Linked DNA regions of Pan troglodytes: region 2 is linked to region 1. Evidence: chromatin contacts called from public capture Hi-C data. All regions are on one chromosome and are shown on one strand. Each heading gives the region's core, a stretch centred on a gene start, on an enhancer-like site or on the middle of the called end of the contact. The rest is flanking DNA. Distances are from core to core; before and after follow the strand shown. Region 1 overlaps CLEC3B (C-type lectin domain family 3 member B). Region 2 overlaps LARS2 (leucyl-tRNA synthetase 2, mitochondrial).

Evidence for each region. Capture Hi-C pulls out chosen DNA fragments and counts their contacts.
Region 2: a contact with region 1 is called in a capture Hi-C map of stem cell-derived neural stem cells, with 7 times the contacts expected there. The contact joins two enhancer-like sites. A contact is called at or near these places in 3 of 7 Hi-C or Micro-C datasets (blood, induced pluripotent stem cells and stem cell-derived neural progenitor cells) and 1 of 1 other capture datasets (stem cell-derived neural stem cells).

What each region holds. Positions count from the first base shown.
Region 1 is chr2:49,043,382-49,049,545 of NHGRI_mPanTro3-v2.0_pri, forward strand. It overlaps CLEC3B (C-type lectin domain family 3 member B), which reads left to right. Exons shown (of 2, transcript XM_009445339.4): 2 at 2,231-2,773. The coding sequence ends at 2,631. Among named protein-coding and RNA genes, the nearest start is that of CLEC3B, 10 kb to the left of the region's middle. Within about 2 kb of position 2,855, at least 7 of the 24 cell types and tissues checked have an H3K27ac peak or open chromatin away from gene starts, as enhancers often do. A contact at or near this core is called in stem cell-derived neural stem cells, where this site is marked.
Region 2 is chr2:49,510,973-49,517,327 of NHGRI_mPanTro3-v2.0_pri, forward strand. It overlaps LARS2 (leucyl-tRNA synthetase 2, mitochondrial), which reads left to right. Exons shown (of 22, transcript XM_001147749.8): 14 at 1,735-1,833; 15 at 5,884-6,021. Among named protein-coding and RNA genes, the nearest start is that of LIMD1, 96 kb to the right of the region's middle. Within about 2 kb of position 2,064, at least 2 of the 24 cell types and tissues checked have an H3K27ac peak or open chromatin away from gene starts, as enhancers often do. A contact at or near this core is called in stem cell-derived neural stem cells, where this site is marked.

The sequences.
Region 1 (6,164 bases), core at 1,605-4,104:
AAAGCATGACATATGAAGGCCCCCATGTCTGCTGATTTCTAGGAAGCTGCTGGGCTTCTTGGGGCCTTCTCCTGTTCATTGTCCTCACAACCCAAAGATCACCTTTTCAATAAACCCACCCAAAGCATTGCAGAGCTCTGTTGACCTAACCAGAGTTGAAGGAATCAGGGGGCAACCTTTCCCTCCTCCAACCAGCACACACATGGGAGGTTCCCACCTGGTACATCTCTGCCAGGCACAAGGAGGCAGAGGTGACCCAGCCAGGGCCCTGCTCCCTGGGAACCTCAATATATTCATGGAATCACTTGAGCCCTTGAAAGCTGTGTAGGAATCAGAGAAGATAAAGAGGGTTGATTCCAAGCAGATGGCAGGGCAGGAGCAGAGGTGTGGAGGACTAGCATAAATCAACAGGATCATGAATAGACAGACCAGAGCAACAAAATGTTGGCAGCAATGATAGTATCACGAGAAGTAGCATTGACTGAGGACTACCTATGTGTTGGAGGGAGGTTCAGGTGAGGGTCCTGGGAAGCAACTCTGAGATGGAGTTTAACCCACAGGAGACTTATCAGGAGATACCCTCAGGATCAACCCCTGTGCTAGGGAAGGGATGGAAGGAAGCAGGAGTGGGCAGAGGGAGAAGTCGAGCTGTACTGTGGTGCCACGAAAGCCTCAGCTGACTTCAGGGAGCCCTGATGACGGGATGACCCTTCAGCACTGTCCTGAGTCGGGGCAAGAAGGCTTATGGGTCAGTCTTGGGTGTAGGCTGCTCTAGAGAGGGGCACGGCCTTGGAAGAGATGGCTGTCTTCTGCTGAGGCAGTCCCTGCAGGAGGCTGAAAGCTGAGGACTTTCTTCCTGCAGCATTCCTGGCAGCCAGGGCAGTGAATCCTTCATCCCCAACAAAAGTCTAGGTAGCACGTCAGTGTTACCAGCAGGAAGGAAAGGCAATGAAGGCCGCTTGGCTAAGCTGCAGGATAGCACGAGGTAGGACAGCTGACTTGGGGCAGAGTCTGTGGGTAGACACCTCTGTAATGCTTCAGGCCCCATGTTTAAAGTCGGTTGTGGTGTCAGATGCCCATGGGGACACTGGGATGCTGTCCATTGATATTTGTTGAGTGAAATGGAAGTAACTGAGTGGGAATGGATAGAGGGGAGTGCAGACATCCCCCAAAGTGGTGGGGTCACCAGCAAGAGGACAAATGCAAACATACACCTGTCTGTCAAGATATTCCTTTCCACAGAAATCTTTAGTAAAAGGTGAACGATTTATATGATCTCAAGAGAAATCAGAGTATGTCTAGATATTTCAGCTAGAAATCAAGCTGAAAATGCAAACTGCAAAACAAAAATAGATTTTATCCTCCTAACTTGACCAAATATGTGCCTTCATCACAACCTTTGGGGCCAGGCTCAAACTGAGAATTTGTGGACACCTCAGAGTCCCTTGCCTGATCGCCGGCCTCTGACCACAGCCTGTGCCCAGCACTTCCTGTCTTCTCTCTTGCAGTCTCAGCTCTATCCTCTCAGCCCCACCCTACCAGCCCTCAGGAGAACTGACCCTGCAAAAGGCACTTGGCAGGCCCTGGAAGCTTGCTTGGGCTGTTTGGGTAGGGATTTGGGGCCCTGGGTACATGAAGTGTGGCCTAGGCTGTAGGTGGGCAGGTGCCCTGGCCCTGCAAGCTGCTTGATCTTAGGGAGGGGCATGGAGGAAGGAGAACCAGAGCAGGTGGCTGTGGCTGGGCTCCCTGGGAAGCTGACTCTGAGACAGAGCTAATTTGTTAGGGTGAGCCCTAGGAGCCACACATGTGGGGGCGGGGGGAAGAGGAAGTGGGCAGAGGGAGAGCTGAGCTGCAGTGCAGGCACCAGGCCAGCCTCTGTGACCCAAGGAGATGGGGTGGGTAAAGGCCAGAAATGACTGAGGTGGAGGCCTGGGAAGGGGTGTCAGCTGGGGCTGGGTGCTTCTGTAGCACAAGGGCTGCCTTTTCTCCCAGCCGCGGGAGCACCAAGACCTCCTGAGTGGGGATCTGGATCTGTACGGCAGTGGCCACCACAGCCAGGTCCTCAAAGTGCATGAACCATCAGGACCCCTTTTGCCTGGGTCTAAGGGGCTGTCAGGACTGATGGGATAAACGGGATGGGATGGAGGACGGTGGGCTTGGCCTGGGCGGTTGGCTCTTTGCCTGGGGAACAGGGGGACCTTCGGTGACAGCCATTTCTCCCCACTCCCAGTCTGCCTGAAGGGGACCAAGGTGCACATGAAATGCTTTCTGGCCTTCACCCAGACGAAGACCTTCCACGAGGCCAGCGAGGACTGCATCTCGCGCGGGGGCACACTGGGCACCCCTCAGACTGGCTCGGAGAACGACGCCCTGTATGAGTACCTGCGCCAGAGCGTGGGCAACGAGGCCGAGATCTGGCTGGGCCTCAACGACATGGCGGCCGAGGGCACCTGGGTGGACATGACCGGCGCCCGCATCGCCTACAAGAACTGGGAGACTGAGATCACCGCGCAACCCGATGGCGGCAAGACCGAGAACTGCGCGGTCCTGTCAGGCGCGGCCAACGGCAAGTGGTTCGACAAGCGCTGCCGCGATCAGCTGCCCTACATCTGCCAGTTCGGGATCGTGTAGCCGGCGGGGCGGGGGCCGTGGGGGGCCTGGAGGAGGGCAGGGGCCGCGGGAGGCCGGGAGGAGGGTGGGGACCTTGCAGCCCCCATCCCCTCCGTGCGCTTGGAGCCTCTTTTTGCAAATAAAGTCGGTGCAGCTTCGCGGAGAGGAGAGGCGCTGCAGTCTGTGCTGTGTCCGCGGGGCGGGGAGGAGGTCCCAGGAGCCGGTTCGAAAGCTCCCTCCGTGATGAAGTAGGCGAGAAGGGAGGAGGTGAAGGAGGGCGAGCTGAGCACACGCGCTTCATGCCACAGGAGGGTGGGAATGAGCGGAGGACTGAGGAGAGGAAGGAGGGAAAGAATAGGGAGATGAAAACGCCCCGGTCTGCTGCTAAGCACAGCACAGTTACCAAAGCCAGGAAACTAACACTGACACGATATTTTATTTACGTTACAGCTCTATTCAAAGCTCCAGGCTTCTTTTTGTAGAATCGTTTCCATCTGCTGGAATCCAGCATCGCCCCCACCCCCCGCCCCATTTCTAGGGGGATGCCCCCACCGCTGACCTCTCCTGCTGTAGATCTATTTCTGGGAGGCACTGACGTGCTGAGTCTTGCTATGGGGTCGGCGGGGAGTGGGGAGCTGGGCCTGCCCACAGGGGAGATGGGCATTCCCCTTCTTCCTCAGGACATCCCAGGAGCCAAATACGACGGCCAGCACTGCCCGACCCGTGCGTCCTTTTCCTTCCCACTCTTCACAGAAAGCTGCTCAGGGGTCCAGGCGCAGGCATTTTAAATACGTTGTCTTATTTCACCTGATCCACCCAGGACAAGCTGTGCTATTATCACCATTTAAAATAAGCAAAGTGAGTTGAAACTCATGGAGGTTTGGGGACTTCCACTGGTCCTGAAGCTGGTAAGTAGCAGAGCCGGGATTTAACCCAGGGCTGTTTCCAAAGGCCTTGGCCTTTCCACCACCACTGCAATGCTTGCTTCGTGTGGCCAGAACGTCACTGAAATAAAACATCAGAGAAGTGGCCCAGTGGTCCTCAGAGGCTGTTGGCCAGCTCTTGGCCTGACCTGGCCCACCCAGCCATCGTGGGCCTGGCTGTAGTGACCCCTCCTGGGGGAGTCTTCCTTATCCTTCAGCCACCGCCAGTGCTCCACTGTCTGGGCTTCTGCAGTAACTGTTTCTCTCTGGTTGTCTTCTAGTGTGTCTCGCCTTCAGTAATAATAAGTGGATGATAGTTTGATTTGATCGATGGAGATGGGGTGGTTGGGGGAGGCAGCTTACAGAGAATTATGTACGTACTTCATGCCAGGCAGCCTGTTCCTCATCATCACAGAAAGCACCTCTTGAAATTCAACAATTTCAACGATTGTTGGAGGAGGTGATGAGATCCATTGGCATAAGCCCAGAAACTGCTTCAGAAGAGTGATGTGGTATGTTCCAGACCCCTCAGCAAGCGAGAGGCAAAGCTTAGACTGAAATCTACATCTTGTAACTCCGAGGCTTGGATTCTTTTCATCCCCCACTCAGCTTCCTAGCGGGATATAGGTGAACAGGGTTTTGTTTTGTTTTGTTTTGTTCTGTTTTTTTGTTTTGTTTTGTTTTTTGTTTTTTGAGACGGAGTCTCCCTCTCTCGCCCAGGCTAGAGTGCAGTGGCACGATCTCGGCTCACTGCAAGCTCCGCCTCCTGGGTTCACGCCATTCTCCTGCCTCAGCCTCCCGAGTAGCTGGGACTACAGGCGCCTGCCACCACGCCCTGCTAATTTTTTGTATTTTTAGTAGAGACGGGGTTTCACCGTGTTAGCCAGGATGGTCTCTATCTCCTGACCTTGTGATCCGCCGGCCGCGGCCTCCCAAAGTGCCGGGATTACAGGCATGAGCCACCAGGCACGGCTGAACAGGGTTTTTTTAAAGTTCCTGAACTGGGTGGCTGCCCACAAGAGGGCACTCATGCCTCTGCGTGTGAGTGTGGAACCTGGTCGACTGCTGTGACACTCTTTGGGAAGACAGTCGGCATTTTCCACTTCCAGCAGCAGGTGGCAGTATGGGCAAGAGTACCATCACCCATCTTTCATCTACCACCCATGTGCTTACATCTGGGCTGCTGAGATCTGCATACTTCGAATTGAGTATACCTGTCCTTCAATCTTGTCTTTACTTAAAATTTTGACATTTTCTTCACCATTTTTTGAACATTAATTCTGATTTTAAAAAAAATTTGCATTCAAATATTATTTCTCTTGCTTACTGAGTTTTGGTATCCCCTTAAATTTTGTGCCCCAGGTGAATGCCTCACTCATCTCACTAGTCCCTGCCCTGCCTCAGAGGTACACACTTTGGAGAATTTCCCAGGGGTTATACAAACAATGATCGTTTTAAGTGACTCAGTTTCTATTACTCTTTTCTTTTGTATTACTCCTTACTAGAATTGAGCTACCTTGGTGCAGGCCTGGGGAACAGGCTTTCTTTCCCACCTCCTGTTTTGCAATCTCCCTTTTCCATTTTACAAAAGAAAGGCCAGCTCTTCACCCTTCCTGCTCTTACCATGGGGTGTGGCCTGGTGTGTAAAAAACCTTGGGGATGCCAAACAGAAGACGAATTGAAATCTTGGTTTAGGTGTTAAGTAAAAGGCCATGTGAAAAATTGTTTTGCAAACTTAGTGGTTTCTAATCCTTTGCCTTTAACCTCCGAGATGAGCTTAATCAAGTTCTCAGCTGATAGACCATACAAAGTAATTTCCAATGACAGAACACTTTTTTCTTTTTAACAATTTATTTTATTTTACTTTAAGTTCTGGGTTACATGTGCAGAATGTGTAGGTCTGTTGCATGGGTATACATGTGCCACGGTGGTTTGCTGCACCTATCAACCCATCATCTAGGTTTTAAGCCCCGCATGCCTTAGGTATTTGTCCTAATGCTCTCCCTCCTGACAGAACACTTTTGACCTTTACCTTAGAAGCTCAAGTACTAAGTGACACTGCTATAACAAAACTCCTTTCAGTCTCACCAACTTACTTACCTGAACAAAGTTTCTCAACATTAACAACTCTAAAAGTGAAAAATAGGAATCTTATTGATGCTGAATCCTGCTGTATTCTGCTAGATATGTGAGCCAATTTTTAAGAACTCTATTCATCTGATTAAGAGTAGTGTTTAATTGTGTTTATAAAAATATGTCATAGACCTGTGATGATTTGATCAATTGTGCTAATGGTAATTGTGTTAGGGGAATGCTAGAAAACTAAGTTGCAGGGGCACTGGCCTAAGCCCTTTCTTGGAGAACAGTGCTGCCCTCGGCATCTGTGAGGATGGCCAAGCAGGAGGAGGTGGTTTCTGGGAAGGATCTTTCTGTCAGCTCTTGGCCTTCACTAGTGTGTGGGAGCCATGTGCACAGACCTGGCTGAGTCTTGCTCTCTTCTCCTCACTCCACCACCTCTGCTGTGCCTGTTCCTGTTCCTCCTTTCCCTTCTGGTCATTCCTTCACCCTTCCTCACCCCAGCCTATCCCAGCCAAGGGGAGGAAGAGCTGGAAGGAGGCAGTACAGATGGAG
Region 2 (6,355 bases), core at 814-3,313, 470 kb after region 1:
GCTATGGCTTCCCACTGCCACAGAAGGCCCTGTTGATAGCTGGTCCTACCCATCAGACAGAAGGTGCTGATTCTCTGCTGATCCAGGCCTTGAGGAGTCTCCAAGGCAGCTAATCCCCGTCCTGTGCTAGGCTTGACTAAGGGCACCTTCTTTTGAGTTCCTAGGTAGTGTGGCTTTTGGCACCTGGTTCCTTCAGTCCCACAGGCCCACAACTCTAGGAATATTCTTAAGAATGAGTGTAGCAGCTGGGCATGATGGCTCATGCCTGTGATCCCAGCACTTTGGGAGGCTGAGGCAGGCGGATCACTTGAGGTCAAGAGTTCGAGACCAGCCTGGCCAACATGGTGAAACCCTATCTCTACTAAAAATACAAAAATTAGCCGGGCATCATGGCATGCGCCTGTAATCCCAGTTACTGAGGAGGCTGAGGCAGGAGAATTGCTTGAGCCCAGGAGGCAGAGGTTGCAGTGAGCTGAGATCGAGCCACTGCACTCCAGCCCAGGTGACAGAGCCAGACTCCATCTCAAAATAAAAATAATGAGTGTAACACTTGGGCCCTTGTGAGACCTTGGTCCTGCTGGACATGTCTGTCCCTAGGACAGGGATTCCTTTTTCTATGCAACCCTTCACATATCAAGGATCTCACTTTATTCTCTGTCTTGAACACCAGGGCTTTCTTCACTCTTCCATAAGGAACCTACCTTTAGGCAGTGGTCTGGTGGTAGATATGTAATTAGCTTTGGAGGGGGGTCCTGATTTCTAGCATTTGCCAATTTCCGTGATGTACATACTCCCATCAGGGCCAGTTTCAAGCTACCAACTTGCCATCTTTTGTCACAGTGTTGTGAAGAGATGCCCCAATTGATTCTTACAGGCTGGCATGAGCTGGAGCAACCATTGCCTTTGGGGCTTCCAAGTTGGTTTGTCTTCCTCGAGTCATCCTGGTAGATTTCTGCACCTGTCACCCCAGAACAGAAGTAGAAGAAAAATCCAAGTTGATTTTCCACACATCTCCCTATATTTGGTTCTCATTTGTCTTCATGCATTGATTGGCTTCATAAGCATCATAAAGTAGGCATTGGCGAAGGCAATCTTGACATGCCTGGAACAGAAGTTAAGGCACAAAAGAGATACCTAATCCTGTCTTGTCCTTTTGGATGGTGAGGCTTTCTACCAGGTTAAATTCAGAGAAGTGGAAAATAAGGCTTTTAATTGTTGAAAATTGAAACTTTTATTTGTAAATAAATTTCTTTAAAACATCACATACTATACAATATAAAAAGAGAGCTTTCCCTGAATTGTCTTTTCATATGTGGCTTTATTCTTTTTTTTTTTTTTGAGACAGAGTCTTGCTGTGTCACCAGGGTGGAGTGCAATGGCACGATCTTGGCTCACTGCAACCTCCACCTCCCGGGTTCAAGCCATTCTCCTACCTCAGCCTCCCAAGTAGCTGGGACTACAGGCACACGCCACGACACCCAGCTAATTTTTCGTATTTTTAGTAGAGATGGGGTTTCACCATGTTGGCCAGTATGGTCTCGATCTTTTGACCTCATGATCCACCCACCTCAGCCTCCCAAAGTGCTGGGATTACAAGCGTGAGCCACCACAACCAGCCTGTGGCTTTATTCTTATGACATTTTCAATTCATACTTATAGCTCTCTCAAAAGCTGATGGAAAACTGCATTAAAATTTAAAAAGAAACCAATTGATGAATTTCATTTCTTTCTTAGGTGCAAGGGAGCAGCCAAGAGAGAGACAGACACGATGGATACCTTTGTTGATTCTGCTTGGTACTACTTCAGATACACTGACCCTCATAATCCACACAGGTAAAACGTCCCTGCTGATGTCTTTGAGCATTTGTCAGTGTGGCTCCTCCTAGAAGCAAAGACCAAGATGGAATTAGACATGCAAGAGATTTCTTGGAGGGAAATGCCTGTGCAGATTAAAGGGGAGAAGAGGAGGAGTGGGCAGAGAGTGCTCTTAGACCACGATGGAGCTGTGACAGGTGTGAAAGGAGAAGGGAAAGGAAGGAGGATCAGGTGGAGGAGCCTCAGCCCACAGCACAACTCTGAGAAAGCCTCGACCTGGCCAGTGGGAAGGCCCAAGCAAAGCTTGTCCATTAGAGTCTTATAGTCAGGCTAAAATGGCTCTGCTCCAGCCCCTCTCCTGGGAGCAGCCTGGGAGAGCAACATGGGCTGGCAGGAACACACCAGAGTGGGTCCACAGATGCAGCAGCTGGAAGCTGTCAGTCAACTGTGCACCTCGGAACAGGCTCTCTTAAAGGGAGAGTGCTACATCATTAAGTTAGATTATTCACAGCCAAGTAAATCCCAAGTACAACACAAATACAAAACGGAAAAAGAAGGAAATGCTACTGTGATACCCTCCTTGCAGTGAACTGCATTTGTATGATTGTAAAGATGTAATGTTATTTATTTAACTGAAAAGAATAATGTAACTCTACAGAGAAGGTAGCAGGTAGGGAGGGTGAGACAGCTAAGAAGCCTCACCTCTTACCACATAGTAGATCATTTCCTAAATTGATAAATCAATAAAGAGTATAAACATGTTTTTTTTTTTCAATAATTGCTGGGAGAAACAACCAAAAGAATTAAAAGTGGCTAAGAGACAGCCCTGAGGCAAGGAAAGAATTGGGGCTGGAGACCACTGTTTTTCATTGTAAATCTTTCAGTACCATTTTGATTTTTAAGCTGTATTCATGTGTTTATTTGAACCCCGCCCCCCCCCCCCCAAAAAAAAAGAAACAAATTAAGGAAAAGAGAGCAGTAGGTAGCCTTATAAAGAGAGAGAATGAGAACCGAAAGAAACTCTTCCAGAGCCCAGGAAAAAACACAGCATTGTGCTTAAAAGGGCCTTGCCTAATTGCTCTTGTCCATGGCAGAAACATTCTGGAACCCCGTTGCCTACATATAAAATATGCCTCCCTATTCTTCGTGGTTCTAAAATAATATCTTTCTAGTGAGACAGATACTCCTGCCCTCACCCTGCCAGAATTTCAACCTGCAGTGTTGTGATTCTGTAATTTGAGTTCATATCAGATATAAGGGGGATCCTTGTCAGGCATGGTGGCTCACGCCTGTAATTCCAGCGCTTTGGGAGGCCGAGGCAGGCTGATCACCTGAGGTCAGGAGTTGGAGACCGGCCTGACTAACATGGCAAAACCCCAACTCTACCAAAAATACAAAAATTAGCTGGACACGGTGGCACGCACCTGTAATCCCAGCTACTCAGGAGTCTGAGACAGGAGAATCGCTTGAACCCGGGAGGCAGAGGTTGCAGTGAGCTGAGCTCGCGCCACTGCACTCCAGCCTGGGCAACAAAGTGAGACTTCCTCTCAAAAAAAAAAGAGAAAAAAAAGAAATGAGGGGGATCCTGAGTGAAAGACACCCTGCAAGGGCAGGAAGGGTGCAAGGCGACGACTGTGGCTGGGAACCACCAGCATGGCCTTCTCTGGCCCACAGAGGGGCTCCCCTTCAGGGCCTTCCCTCTATAAGGGGCCATTGGTGCATTTCATGTAGTAACAACTGGCTTAGAATGCAAGTGAGGTCAGGCTCTTTCCTTTCTCAGAGTGCTTCAAAGGAAAGCCTTCACACAGATGAGAGAGACCTCAAGTTACCGTGGCGGGAGAGACATCCTGAGACCGTCACAGCCCCCAGTTTGTGAACAGCAGTGAGCACTTCATTTCCCTCATGACACGCTGTAGTTAGCTTCAGCCCCAGCGCGAGTTCTTCCTGGGGTGGTTTCCTGAGTGGATCATAAATCTGAGCTGTAGCTACTTTCAACATTTCACTCCTTAATATATCCCAAACTTGTTTTCCGGCCAAATACCATCCTTCACTTTCCTTTCTTTTCTGTCGCCTGGATTGGCAGTTGAATTTCTTTAGGGAACTATTTTTCACGAAGAAAAAAAGTGTTTTTTAAAAATTTTATCAGAATTCTGGTACAGTGACTGGAGAACACCAAACTATATTAAGATGCATATATGTGGTGGTAGCCAGGCTCTTTTTTCTAGCCTCAAAGCTGAAGCCAGCCAAGTCTATCCTGGGGAAAAAGGTGGCTTGAGGTGTCAGGGAACCAATTCACAAATATTCGAAGTCCTCCAAAGGCAAAGGTTTGCTTGATTGGCTGACCTCAAGGGATGGCATTACCTTGGCAACACAGAGGTCTGTCGCCAGCCAGTGCTGCGCCTCCCACCGAAGGTCCCAGCCAGAAAATGGAAATGACATTTCCTTTCCTCTCCAGTGTCCATTAGGACCCAAGAGTATGAGAAAGTCTTTCTATTAGTATCTGTTAGGTGAGAGTTATTGGGCTATTATATGACAATTCACCTTAAATATGCTGCATCGCATTCAGTAAGCAATATACAGTCTCTTGCTGAGTATATTTTCAGACTGCTTTAAAAAATAAAATCAAATTTCTATTTTAAAATAAACATTTACAGCTGGGGCACAGTGGCTCACATGTGTAATCCCATAACTTGGGGAGGCCGAGGCAGGAATATCACTTGAGGCCAGGAGTTCAAGACCAGCTGGGCTGAACGTAGCAAGACCTCGTCTCCACAAAAAATGTTTTAAAAAAATTAACTGATGGCCAGGTGCAGTGGCTCACACCTGTAGTCCCAGCACTTTGGGAGGCCGAGTTAGGCAGATCACCTGAGGTCAGAAGTTCAAGACCAGCCTGGCCAACATGGCAAAACCCCATCTCTACTAAAAATATAAAAATTAGCTTGGTGTGGTGGCAGGCACCTGTAATCCCAGCTACTCAGGAGGCTGAGGCACAAGAATAGCTTGAACCCTGGAGGTGGAGGTTGCAGTGAGCCGAGATCACGCCCCTGCAACCCAGCCTGGGTGACAGAGCGAGACTCCGTCTCAAAAAGAAAAAAAAAAAAAAAAAAAGAAAAAATTAGCTGGGCATAGTGGTGTGTGTCTGTAGTCCTAGATACTTGGGAGGTTGAGGCTGGAAGATCGCTTGAGCCCAGGAGTTGGAGGCTGCAGTGAACTATGATTGTGCCACTGCGCTCCAGCGTGGGTGACCAAGCAAGACCCTATCTTTAATAAAGAAAAAAAAGTTTTTTAATGTGAAAATAATAAATAAACATTTAGTATCTGCATGTTAATCTTCATTGTAAATACCACATTGCCCTCTATTGGTAGGAACTCTGACATCTCAATTGTGTAATCATAATAATAAAAATTAAAGTGAATCTAGATATTCAAGGTGCATTGTAGCAAGATGCCTTTTTTTGCTGGTATGTTTTCCTCTTGTCCTCATTTTTTATGCAAATTGCTTTTGTTGAAATATGTCAGTAATATCTTCTGTAACCATTTTTATAATTTCATAAATTAACACTTACCTGACTTTTTTCTTTTTTATTATATAAGCTTTTCTCATATATATATTTTTGTTTGTTTGTTTGTCTGTTTTGTTTTTGAGACAGAGTCTCACCCTGTTGCCCAGGCTGGAGTGCAATGGCACGATCTTGGCTCACTGCAACCTCTGCCTCCCGGGTTCAAGTGATTCTCCTGCCTCAACCTCCTCAGTAGTTGGGATTACAGGTGCCCACCACTACAACTGGCTAATTTTTGTATTTTTAGTAGAGATGGGGTTTCGCCATGTTGGGCAGGCTGGTCTCGAACTCCTGACCTCAGGTGAGCCACCTGCCTCGGCCTCCCAAAGTGCTGGGATGACAGGCATGAGCCACCGCGCCTGGCCTTCTCTTATATTTTAAAAAGAAAATCATTGTTATTCCCTGATACAGTTCATTTCAGGGCATATGCATATTACAATAGGCCGGTTTAATTTACACAATTGTGGCAAAGCAGGTTTTTAAAAATGCCTCCATCTCTTTTTTACAGCCCTTTTAACACAGCAGTGGCCGATTACTGGATGCCTGTGGATTTGTACATTGGAGGGAAAGAACATGCCGTCATGCACTTGTTCTATGCAAGATTCTTTAGTCATTTTTGCCATGATCACAAAATGGTTAAACATAGGTAAGCACTTATACTGCTTTGCAAAATAATTGAGTTCCATGAATAGCAACTTTAAGCAGGTGTCAGTTCTTCTGAAGCAAGGTAAATGCATGTAGAATACTAGTTTTCTAGTATGCTTTAGAGGTTGTCAACCTTAACCATTTGAGGTCCATTTATATTGCGTAATCAGTTCTGGCATGTGATGTTGCATGCTTGCATAGAACCTAGCCTTCAGTGCTTCTCTGTTTAACTGAGTTAAGTAATTAAGAATTGTACCTGTGAGGCAGGGAGGAGTGGCCCATAGTGTTTTATAGCATCTCATGTGAGGTCATGCTTATCACCCAGTCCTTCCATG